3 separate regions of the Mus musculus genome follow, and regions 2 and 3 are each linked to region 1. A link is a contact called in public ChIA-PET data. All regions are on one chromosome and are shown on one strand. The core of a region is the stretch at or near the end of the contact, and the rest is flanking DNA. Distances in the headings are between cores, read along the strand shown. Region 1 overlaps Agps (alkylglycerone phosphate synthase). Region 2 holds the start of Hnrnpa3 (heterogeneous nuclear ribonucleoprotein A3). Region 3 has its middle 14 kb from the start of E030042O20Rik.

What was found. ChIA-PET counts read pairs in DNA pulled down with a chosen protein or histone mark.
Region 2: an RNA polymerase II ChIA-PET map of memory CD8 T cells shows a contact between it and region 1, with 65 read pairs. The contact joins the promoter of Hnrnpa3 here to the enhancer-like site in region 1. A contact is called at or near these places in 1 of 39 promoter capture datasets (second pharyngeal arch cranial neural crest), 5 of 115 datasets of contacts at active chromatin or transcription factors (bone marrow-derived macrophages, effector CD8 T cells, extraembryonic endoderm stem cells and 2 more) and 2 of 9 other capture datasets (adipose tissue and pancreatic islet).
Region 3: a contact with region 1 is called in an RNA polymerase II ChIA-PET map of memory CD8 T cells, with 15 read pairs. The contact joins two enhancer-like sites. A contact is called at or near these places in 2 of 115 datasets of contacts at active chromatin or transcription factors (effector CD8 T cells and memory CD8 T cells) and 2 of 9 other capture datasets (liver and pancreatic islet).

What each region holds. Positions count from the first base shown.
Region 1 is chr2:75,913,500-75,916,874 of GRCm38.p6, forward strand. The region is part of intron 19 of Agps (alkylglycerone phosphate synthase); the gene reads left to right. Among named protein-coding and RNA genes, the nearest start is that of Ttc30b, 23 kb to the right of the region's middle. Within about 2 kb of position 1,737, at least 12 of the 459 cell types and tissues checked have an H3K27ac peak or open chromatin away from gene starts, as enhancers often do. A contact at or near this core is called in effector CD8 T cells, memory CD8 T cells and pancreatic islet, where this site is marked.
Region 2 is chr2:75,657,659-75,661,033 of GRCm38.p6, forward strand. Hnrnpa3 (heterogeneous nuclear ribonucleoprotein A3) reads left to right here and starts at 1,601. Exons shown (of 11, transcript NM_053263.1): 1 at 1,601-1,665. The coding sequence starts at 1,660. Gm39859 (predicted gene, 39859) reads right to left here and starts at 1,279. Exons shown (of 3, transcript NR_166143.1): 1 at 1,132-1,279; 2 at 561-650.
Region 3 is chr2:75,718,876-75,722,250 of GRCm38.p6, forward strand. No RefSeq gene overlaps it. Among named protein-coding and RNA genes, the nearest start is that of E030042O20Rik, 14 kb to the left of the region's middle. Within about 2 kb of position 1,601, at least 44 of the 459 cell types and tissues checked have an H3K27ac peak or open chromatin away from gene starts, as enhancers often do. A contact at or near this core is called in memory CD8 T cells, where this site is marked.

The sequences.
Region 1 (3,375 bases), core at 487-2,986:
TAAAAGATCATTGTATTACACAGTACCACAAGTGAGTCAATAAGCAATAGTTGGAAAAAGTATAAATTTTAACCTATTATATATTGATTTTGATTTATCAACCTTTGGTCTCAAGAATTATGGAAATACTCCCTGTGGCTTTGTTTATGATAGACACTGATCCTCAGGCCTTATAGCTGAGCTATCTATCTAGCCCTTAGTGATTTTTTTTTTTTTTGATACAAGGTATATACTTAATGCTTTTTAATCTTGTATAATGTGTTTTCCATATATAAATATTACTGGCCACCTAGGCTAGAGAATTTGAAAGATTTTTCTTCTTCTCAAGGGTGTTACACACTCAGTCCAAGAGAATAAGTATTACAACATATCAGAAACTACTGATGCGATTGTGCCCTGCTCACTGCTTTATATTAGTTTCCTCTTCACTTCGGACAGCACTGCCAAGGCAGTCACAGCATATTAAATGTCTGACTGTCAGAAGGGAAAAGAAGATGAAGGAAATAGTAATGCTTATAAACTATAAATGTTTTCTGGGATCTGTGTAATTTAATATCTTTTAATCCTCTTCAACATGCAGCCGAGTAACTTATTACAAATGGAATTCAAAATATAAGCTGTTATTGCTGGTGTAAGATTTTGAGTGTTATTCAGTGCTCTTGTCCTGATACCAAGAAGCCTAAACTATGTGAAATCATTTTAAACCTTTTTAAGATTGAAATTGACTGCCTTTGAAAAGAATATGTATTAGTTTTCCTTTAAGGTGGTAACTCTTTCTTTTCTTTCATTTGCACATTATGTAAGATAATTACTTTTTAAACAAGTACCACAGAAGGGAACCAAAAGCTTTAATTTTTTTTATTATAGATAATTTTTCTTAGTTCTTGCCCATAAATCCTTTTACTTTCTTGTTGGTTTTATACTTCCTGATTATAGGCATCTAACATTTTCAAATTCAGGCACTAAAACAGTTCAGGACAGTTTATGTTATAGTGTCTTAGTTATTTCTTCTATTCTTGTAGATAATACCATGACCAAGGCAACATACTCTGGGACTCACAGTTTCAGAGGGTTAGAGACCATGACCACTACAGCAGGGAGCATGGCAGCAGGTAGGCAGGCATAGCAGTAGCTAAGCGTTTACATCTTGAAACACAACCAGGAGACAGATGTTAGGAATAGCATAGGCCTTTGAAGCCCCACCAGTGACATGCCTCCTCCAACATGACCGTACTTCTTAATTCTTCTTCCCAAACAGTTTCACCAACCAGAGACCAAGTACTCTCACCAAGTATATGTGAGCCTATGTAGGCCATTCTTATTCAGACCATACATACAGTAAAACCACTAATACAATTTGTATATATTTTCAAGTTCTAGGTTTAGACTTTATTTGTTAGACTTCATACATTGAGAAAATTCTGTTTATTGGCTTGAAGTAGAATGTGGCAAAGTTTGATTCCATATTAAATTTAGAAGCTGCTGCATTAAGAGATTTAAAAAATTCTATCCCATTTTTAGTATGTATTTTCTGTGTGATCAGAAACAATGACTGAATGGAAACAAATTCCAAACTACATGATTTCTTGTAGTGCTTAGAAAAAGACCCTAGGCCTGCAGAGGTGCGCAGACCACTCACATAATAGTATCAAGAGAGGATATGGTCTTATAAATGCCCCAGCAGGGAGCTCATCCTGTCCCGCCCCGTCACCCACTTCCTTAGTGACAGTCTCTGCCCCACAATGCAGAACCATCCTGAAGACTCCAGAAATCAAAAGATGTCACCACTTCTGGCACCACCTTAGTTCAGATCTGTTTCCTGTGGGCACAGAGCAGTAAGTACCCTCTTAACTCATAGGACCCTTCCTCCCTTCCCTTGCTGCCTGGGAATCTTTCTTTTTCTATTTAAATTCTTTAACTCAAATTTTCTCTTCACATTCAGAAGAAAACCCAGACCCCTCACTAGGCTTTCAGTGATGCAGTGGTCCATGTCTCTGATACTCTTTTATTTTTTTTTTCTTCCTGCTGTTTCTCAAATGGAACCTCTTTCCCCTCAAGGCCCATGCTATTCCCTCATTTTCTGCTGTTCTCCTCCTAGATGTTTCCGTGGCTCCCTTTACCTGGTCATTTAGGTCTCCAGTAAAGATGTCACTTTCCTAGAAATGTTCCCTTGCTCGTGTGTGTAGTTTGAATCCTGTTCAGTGGCAGAATTATGACTTCGGTCACATTCTGTTCTCCAGTTCCCAGAACACTGAGTGTCTGCTCTACATAGTTCTTCCTAGGGAAGAGGATTATAGGAGAGCATTGTCAGGCCCATCTGCTTTAAAACAAAGTATATAAGGAACACTTAATAATATGCAGAGAAATGAATGTTATTGTAATCTGCTGATTAAGTGACTCTGCTAACACACTTTCACAGAAATACTGTAAACGGACCTTTTCATTAATATGATTCTATATTCAAGGAAGATCATAAGCTTAAGTCATTCTTGGGCTGCTGAGGTAGTTCGAGTCTTTCTTAGCAATTTATATTGAGGTCCTGTCTCAAGATGAGGATTAAAATGATGAATGGAGTATAGTTGGAAGGTGAGTACTTGCCTCACATGCAGAAGGTCCTAGGTTCATTTCTAAGCACCACATGTGTAGGGGCACACATATGGATGTGCACACGCACACACACACACACACACACACACACACACACACTGTAAGTAGGAAAGGATATAGCCTGTGACATAAAACCTGTATTTGTAGCTCCGAGTTTACTGATGAGACTGCAGGAAAGCAGGTTCTCTGACCTCAGGTGCCCTTGGCTGCAGACCAAGAGGGATGTTTCCCACCTCAGAGGCTGGCTAGTGGATGTAGCTGCAGTGCATGGAGAACATGGACAGTGCCTTGCATGGAGGCTCTGAAGCATTGTAGCATGTATCTTTAAACAGTAGGAGAATACCAGAGAGAACTCTGGTTTATTTCCTTAATCTTTTGCACCAACCACTGAAGAGTGGCTTGCAGTTTATTTAGAAAAGATGTGCACATTTAAGGAGGTCTGACACTATCATCTTTATTTATAGCTTAGAATTCTCTTTAAAAATCTTCATGAAAGAAAAATAAGTTTCACATTACTGGCAATGAAATTGGCTATAATAAAATGTCTATTTTCATACTAGCTTCTCTATTTGCAGTTAAACTTTCAAATGTCCATTGCTAATCATAATTTAAATAACATGTTTAATTGTGCTGTTAGACTTACTATTAATACTTTTGAGAGATTGCTAATTTTATATGTATAAAAGATTTTCCTCACTTGCTCCCCGAACTGACAAGTTCAGCTGGCCTCAGTAGCATGTTTCTTTACTGACCGCCAGGCACTGTCAC
Region 2 (3,375 bases), core at 351-2,850, 260 kb before region 1:
ATGCAGAATGTTAAAATATGCAATTTGTTGCAGGAAAAGAAGGCTTGTCAATTGTGCTTTTTTTCTTACCCTCAATAACTTTATTTAAATGAGATCTGCAGATTTTTTTTTTCTTTTGAGACAGGGTCTCACTCTATAGCACTGGCTCCCTGAAACTCCACATAGCCAGCTAGAGAGGCATGGGCCTCTGCCTTCAGAGTAGCCTAGAGGTGACACATACCACGACTAGCAAATCTGTAGACTTTTAATTTACAGTTGTTATTGTGAGAAGGCTAGGCTAAGTCCACGACAGGCTTCAAATTAGCAGCTAAGGAGACGAGGTCTAAAAACCCAGGCTTCAGGCAGCTAATTAGAAACTGCCCCACCACCTGGCCTGAAACAAGGACAATGGGTCAGCAGTTCCCAGCCAGCCCCCACGCCCCAGTAATGGAATGTCCTTCGAGATAGCATAAGACACAGCCTACCACCCCCCACCCCAGATTCCTCAGCCAGTTTCCAGGCACCATACCCTAGTATGGTTCTGGAATACCTAGAGACAGAGTAAGACAAAGCCCACCTACCCCAGGATTCCACTAAGGTGCTTTAAATTGGTCCTGCGGGCTCACTTCAGGCTCTATCTTGGTAACGGGAGACCCCAGCATGCTGGACTTCTACAGAATAAAAACAGTGTTTGCGTTTACATACTATTAGAATCCGGGGTATCATTCTTCGTTACAGTGGGTGTTTCGAGACTACCTAATCCTATGTTTGCTTTTATTTGATTAAAAACCCAAATCGTTCCAAATCCCTTTGCTAAGCAAATAAACGATTCGACTTATTTCGTTCATATACTGCACACTAAAACTCGAAACTGATGACCACTTTAAATAAGAAACAAATCTCTAGCCAACAGGTAGAGGGCCTATATGGCCAGAAGCCTTTTGGAAACGTTGGAAATCGTTCCATTCTCTCAATTCTATACCCAAGTGGCTCTGCTTCTTCCTCCCAGACTGTCTTAATTTGTAAATGTGCAAGCTGCTAAGGTGAAAACCGCAGTAACTCAGCCGCGTTTTGCGGTCCGTGAGACGTGCCCCGACTGCGACTTGCAGTGTGGGTCTCCCAGGAAGGCGGCGCAGTCACATTTTTCCAAACCTGGGCTCTCGACATTTAGAAAGCCGCGAGGGAGGCGAAGATGGTCAACTGGCTTTCTTACAACCTTAAGTCTCAAGTCAGAAAAGCGTGACTTTCCATTTGGCTCTGGAATGGAGGTGAACTCGGAAATGGAGACCCGCAGGCGCGCGGGGGAGGGGCGAGAGGGGCCAGAAGAAAGGGAAAGGCCTTTCTCTAAGCTGACGCGCGGTCACGCGGCTTTCTCCCGACGTGGGCTCTCGCCATTGGTCGAGCTGCCGCTGACGTAAGCGTCGCTGCCGGGCGCGAACCGCGGCGAAGGCGGCGCTGCGTTGGAAGTTGGCGAGGCGCGCGCGCTCCCGCCGGCGGCCCAATCCCCGCTCTCCACCCTCGGCCCGCCAACGCGGTGGACCAGTCGCGCTCCGCTTTCTCATGACTCCGCCCCCAGTGGGCGGGCGGCGCGCGGATAGCACATCACGTGGTGACTGGCCCCGCCTCTTCCTCTCGGTCCCATATTGAACTCGAGTTGGAAGAGGCGAGTCCGGTCTCAAAATGGAGGTAAAACCGCCGCCCGGTCGCCCCCAGCCTGACTCCGGCCGTCGCCGCCGCCGCCGGGGGGAGGAGGTATTAGGGGGAGAGCGGGGGGTTGCTGGGTAGTTGCCGGCATGGGGGGGCTTTGGCTCGATGGGAGTGGGGAGGCCGGGGAGACCGGGACGATCGTCCCGCGCTTTGCGCTGAGGGCGGTGGGAGGGGGAGGGGAGCGGGCCGGGTGGCCTCCTCCGGGCCCTCCGTCGGCCTGGTCCTCTCGGTCGGCCGCACCGGCAGCCCTCGAAGACGCGGCGGGGCCGGGGAGTGGCTCGGCAGCCGGGCGAGGATGCCCTCGGGCTGCGCGGCCTGACTTAGCGAGGCCGCGGGCGGCATGGCGGGCCTCCGCGGGAGCGGTTGGGAGGAGGCGGTGGGGGAGGGGAGGAGCACATCCGGGCGAGCGAGCAGGCGGGCGGCGGCCGCATTGACATTGATCCGCCGCCGCCGCGTTACGAAATGGCGCAGTGGCCCGCAATGGCCGCCGCCTGGCTACGCCGCCAAGAAGGAGTGCGCGGGGATTGGAGGGGACGGCGGGAGGCGGCCCGGCGTTTCTGCCGCAGATGGCCTCCAGGCTCCGGGCGCGGTGCTTTCCGCTGGGGTGCTCCCGACGTGGATCTAGGCCTTGGCGGGCCTTCTGGGTGATGACAATCCGCGCAATACTCGGGCCGGATTTTCTCAGCGCTCATTTGGGGATACATTACTGAAAAGCTTGCTGCTTTAAGGTGCTTCCTAACCCGCTGCTTGTGCTCAAGTATTTGGAATGAGAGTATTTACAGCGTCCTGTGGTTGAAGTCTTAACCATTTCGGGGGTTTGAGTGTAGATGTGTTTACTTGGAGCTTAATATTTTTATTGATCTAATTTCTCATACTTCGGATTGGCCCGGATTTTGGTTTTCCTGGATTTTGGTTTTAGAGAACTGCGACCACACTAGAAAATACCACGATTACGAGAATTTTGTGTGTATAGAGATGCTTTTTGTGTATTGTCAAATTCATTTATGCGAGGCTTGAATAAAGGGGTTTTACGTGAATTTGGGTAGTTGGGTTTCTGGTATGTGGCTGTCTGCATATTGAATGTTCTAACTAATATTTCCAGAAGATGGAAGAAAGTGAGCCCCCTTTAAGGGCTTGTGTTGAATTGTCTTAATGCGTTCATTAAAAGCGGTTCACTCGAAAGTAAAATCTTCAAAAAGAAAACCACAGGCTAGATATTTTCTAAGTCTCTCAGTTACGGTTTTGTTTCTAATTCCTCTGGTCAGGCGGTATATGCTATACCTTGTAAATCCAAATTACACGCTTGTGAATGTAAGGATCGCATTCGAAATAACTTGAAACTATATGATGTAAGTGGGTATAACCAAGGTAAATTGATTACAGAAAGCTAAGTAGTGGAACCAGGTGTGAATGGTGCGTGCACACCTGTTACCCTAGTATTTGAAAGGCTAAGGTAGGACTGCCTCAAGTTCAAGGCTAGCTTAGCCTGCCTTTCCTTGAGAGCCAGCCTCAAAACCCTCACCCACCCTTTTAACCCCCACAAGGTATCACGGGGTTAAGTCTTGGCTGTGTTTTGTGGGATATGCCTAATTTGCTTGGGAATGTCTTTTAATAACTGAAATGTTATTAGCTGGAAATGTGAATTTCTCTTAATTTCCCGTTGTAAGCTTCTAAGTTGCATTTCATAGA
Region 3 (3,375 bases), core at 351-2,850, 190 kb before region 1:
CAGAAGCAGTTATTCAGTGTTTCTTACGTGAAGTCCCCTTAACCTCTGTGTTCAAGATCAAATCCAGACCCTCACCCAAACCAGGCAATCATTGTACCATGCAGCTATACAGCACTCAACTTCCTAGCTTTTCAATTTGGTGTAAAGATCAGTAATTAATTATTAATGTCTGCAATGGCACAAAAATTACAAAATATTTTTAAAGTATATTTCCTGGTCAACCATTTACTTTTCTATTTGAGGAGACTGAGGGGTCAACTGGTTACTGATCACCACCTGCTATGGACAGAAATCAGAAAAAGAATGACATTTCTCAACTCTTGGTCTTCTGTTTATCCCATGCAAACAAGCTGAGTTCCCCTTTGAAGGTCATACTTAACTGAGCCATACTGAACCATACGTAAATGATCAGATTAAATATTACTTACATATAAAATTTTGGATTCTGAGGGGGATTAATATAACCTAGTGAGGGTGAGTTATTGCATTTATTTTTATAAATATTCTCTACAAATCTAGGAGATGTAATTGGTTCTAATATAAATTAGACTATGGCAGTTTATTTTTTTTAAGTAACTGGCTGAAAGTTCAAGAAAAACTGATCCTGAAAATGGTTGGTTCCAAAGCCCAGGCTTAGTCCACCGGAGGTCAGGGCTCTGGAGTCTCTTGACTCATGCTGTATTTACTGAGCTCACTCATAGCAGGGTTCCCTGAAGATTCCACTTTTCCACATTCTGTTTAATTAATTCCCCAAGGGCAGAACAACAAAGTGTTTTTCACTAGAGAAAGCATGCAAACAGATACAAGAAGAGGATTTCCACATGAAGGAACTCTGAAGTGGAGGCCAGAGAGACAGTCGATTGTAGATCTTTATTTTCTTCTCCGTGGAAAGGTCTAAGGACAAAGTATAGCATATGCTGATGAGACCATAAGCTGCTGTGCCCATTGCAATTGTTCTAATAAATTAAATTCCTCTAGTTGCATGCTTCTAGAGAGCTTAGCCGTTAGGTGACCTTTACTATCAGCCTGGAATGGTTCCTTCCTCTGGGGAAGGTCTAGATCACACTATCCATCACATTTCCTCTATCCTAATGAAAGATGGGATATGTCTGTCTGTGGAGTTCATAAACTAAAAAGTTTATGTCTGAGATATAACAATTCACTTGCAACTGGATATGAGGACAGGAGGTTTCTCTCTTCTAGCATACATTGTAGAAGGAGGATCTCTGAGTTTGAGGCCAGCCTGGTCTACAGAGAGAGTTCCAGGACAGCTAGGGCTATGCAGAGAAACCCTGTCTTGCAAAAAACAACAAAACAAAACAAAAACACAGTGGAACTGTAGACCTATGAATAGTAATAGCAACCTAAAAACTAAAGCCAATATTTAGTGGTCACTAGGGATCATGTGCTTTGTATCTGATCATGGTTTATTTTGAGTCTTTGAAAAAGAAAAAAAGAAAGACATAGGTAGATTATTATCCCCTTAACAACCTAGGAAGGCCGAGTGAGATGACTCAGTGGGGAAAAGTGTTTGCTGATAACCTTGACAAGCTGAGCTCAGTCACCAGGACCCACGCGTGGGAAGGAAAGAATCGACTCCTGGAAGTTGTCCTCTTTTGATCTCCGTGCATACAGACACACAGACACAGACAGACAGAAGGCAGGCACACACACACCACAAAAGACACATCTTTTTTCTTTTTTTTTAACTGAGAAACTGAGGCCTATAGAGAATACTTTTTCTCTGTGCTCTAGCAGCTGAACACTGCCTTTCGATTTTGTCTATTTTTGGCTTTTTTTTTGGTTTTGGTTTTGGTTTTGGTTTTTTTGTTTTTTTGTCTCTAAGACATAGTCTGACTCTGAAGCTCTGGCCAGCATCTAATTACAAAGACCTTCCTGTCTCGGTCTCCCAAGTGCCGGGATTACAAGAACCGGACAACATGTCCAACTACAATTCTTAAGTGTAACGTCATACTGTGAACCACGGGTGTTTCCAAAATTGCAAAATTAATTTGGAAAGTTATCTAGAACCATTTTGATGTTCTAAAAACATTTAAAAATGTTTGGGCAAGGGACTGGAGAGGTGATGGCTCAATGGTTAAGAGCACTGACTGCTCTTCCAGTGGTCATGAGTTCAATTCCTAGCAACCCCATGGTGGTTCACAACCATCCATAATGAAATAGGATGTCCTTCTCTGGTGTGTCTGAAGACAGCAACAGTGTACTTACATACATTAAATAAATAAACAAACAAACAAACAAACAAATAAATAAATAGATATTTTAAAAAAATGTTTGGGCAAAAAGTGTCCAGATAGTTGATTACCCATTTAAAACAAAAACAAAAACAAGAACAAAAACAAAACCCAAAACCAACAACACTTGAATACTTAGTGAGCAGTAGCCTGCTGGTGGGGGCTGGGTGGGAGGTGAGGGACTTGAGTTAAATACAGATTTTACCTTTAAATCCCAACAGCCCAGAAATAAAATATCACAATCGCCCATACTCAAGAAGTAATGAAGATCCACTCTTAGGCTAGAGGGCCAGAGTTTCCTTTTTATTTTATGCAAAAATGACATAATTTCTTTCCTTCATTCCTTTCTTTTTAGGTTATAGGAATTAAACTCGGAACCTTACCTATGCAAGGCACGTTTTGTTTTCTCGTTTTTAGATTGAGATCTATCTGACATACAATACATGGCACAGATGGACGTACATAATTTGGTAAGCGCATGTACATCCCTACACACACTAATGAAGGTAATAAGCAACTTCTCATTCCAGAGCTGTGCTCCTCCTGTGCTGCTGGGGGTCTAACTCGGGGCCTTCTAGCTGTCTCACAAGTACTATGCCACTGAACTACATCCAAGGTAAAACACTTGCTCTGGGCTCAATTTTAATCCTACTTCTTCCTGCCTTTCTTCCTTCCCAGGTGTCTACTGGTCTACCTTAGGTAACTATGGTTTAATTTGATATTCTACAATACCACAAATAGAATCATATAATATGGACTCTCTTATGGAGTCCTTTTACTTAGCATCATTGGGATTCAGCTATATTGCTACATATATCAATAGCTAACTCTTTTTTTCATGTACTGAATGGTGTATATCAGAACATGTTTAACCATTCACCTGTTGACAGCATTAATTGTAATAAATAATTTTCATCAGATTGGCTCAAATTATCTTCTAACCACCCTACAATATCTTATTTTGCATTTGTGTGTGTGTGTGTGTGTGTGTGTGTATGTGTGTGTGTGTGTCCATGACATCATATAAGACTAGATGACAACTTTTAGAAGATAGTCCTCTCCATCTGAAGATCAAGCTTGTTGAAAAACACATGCTGAAACTTCTAGAAGGCCCAGTTTT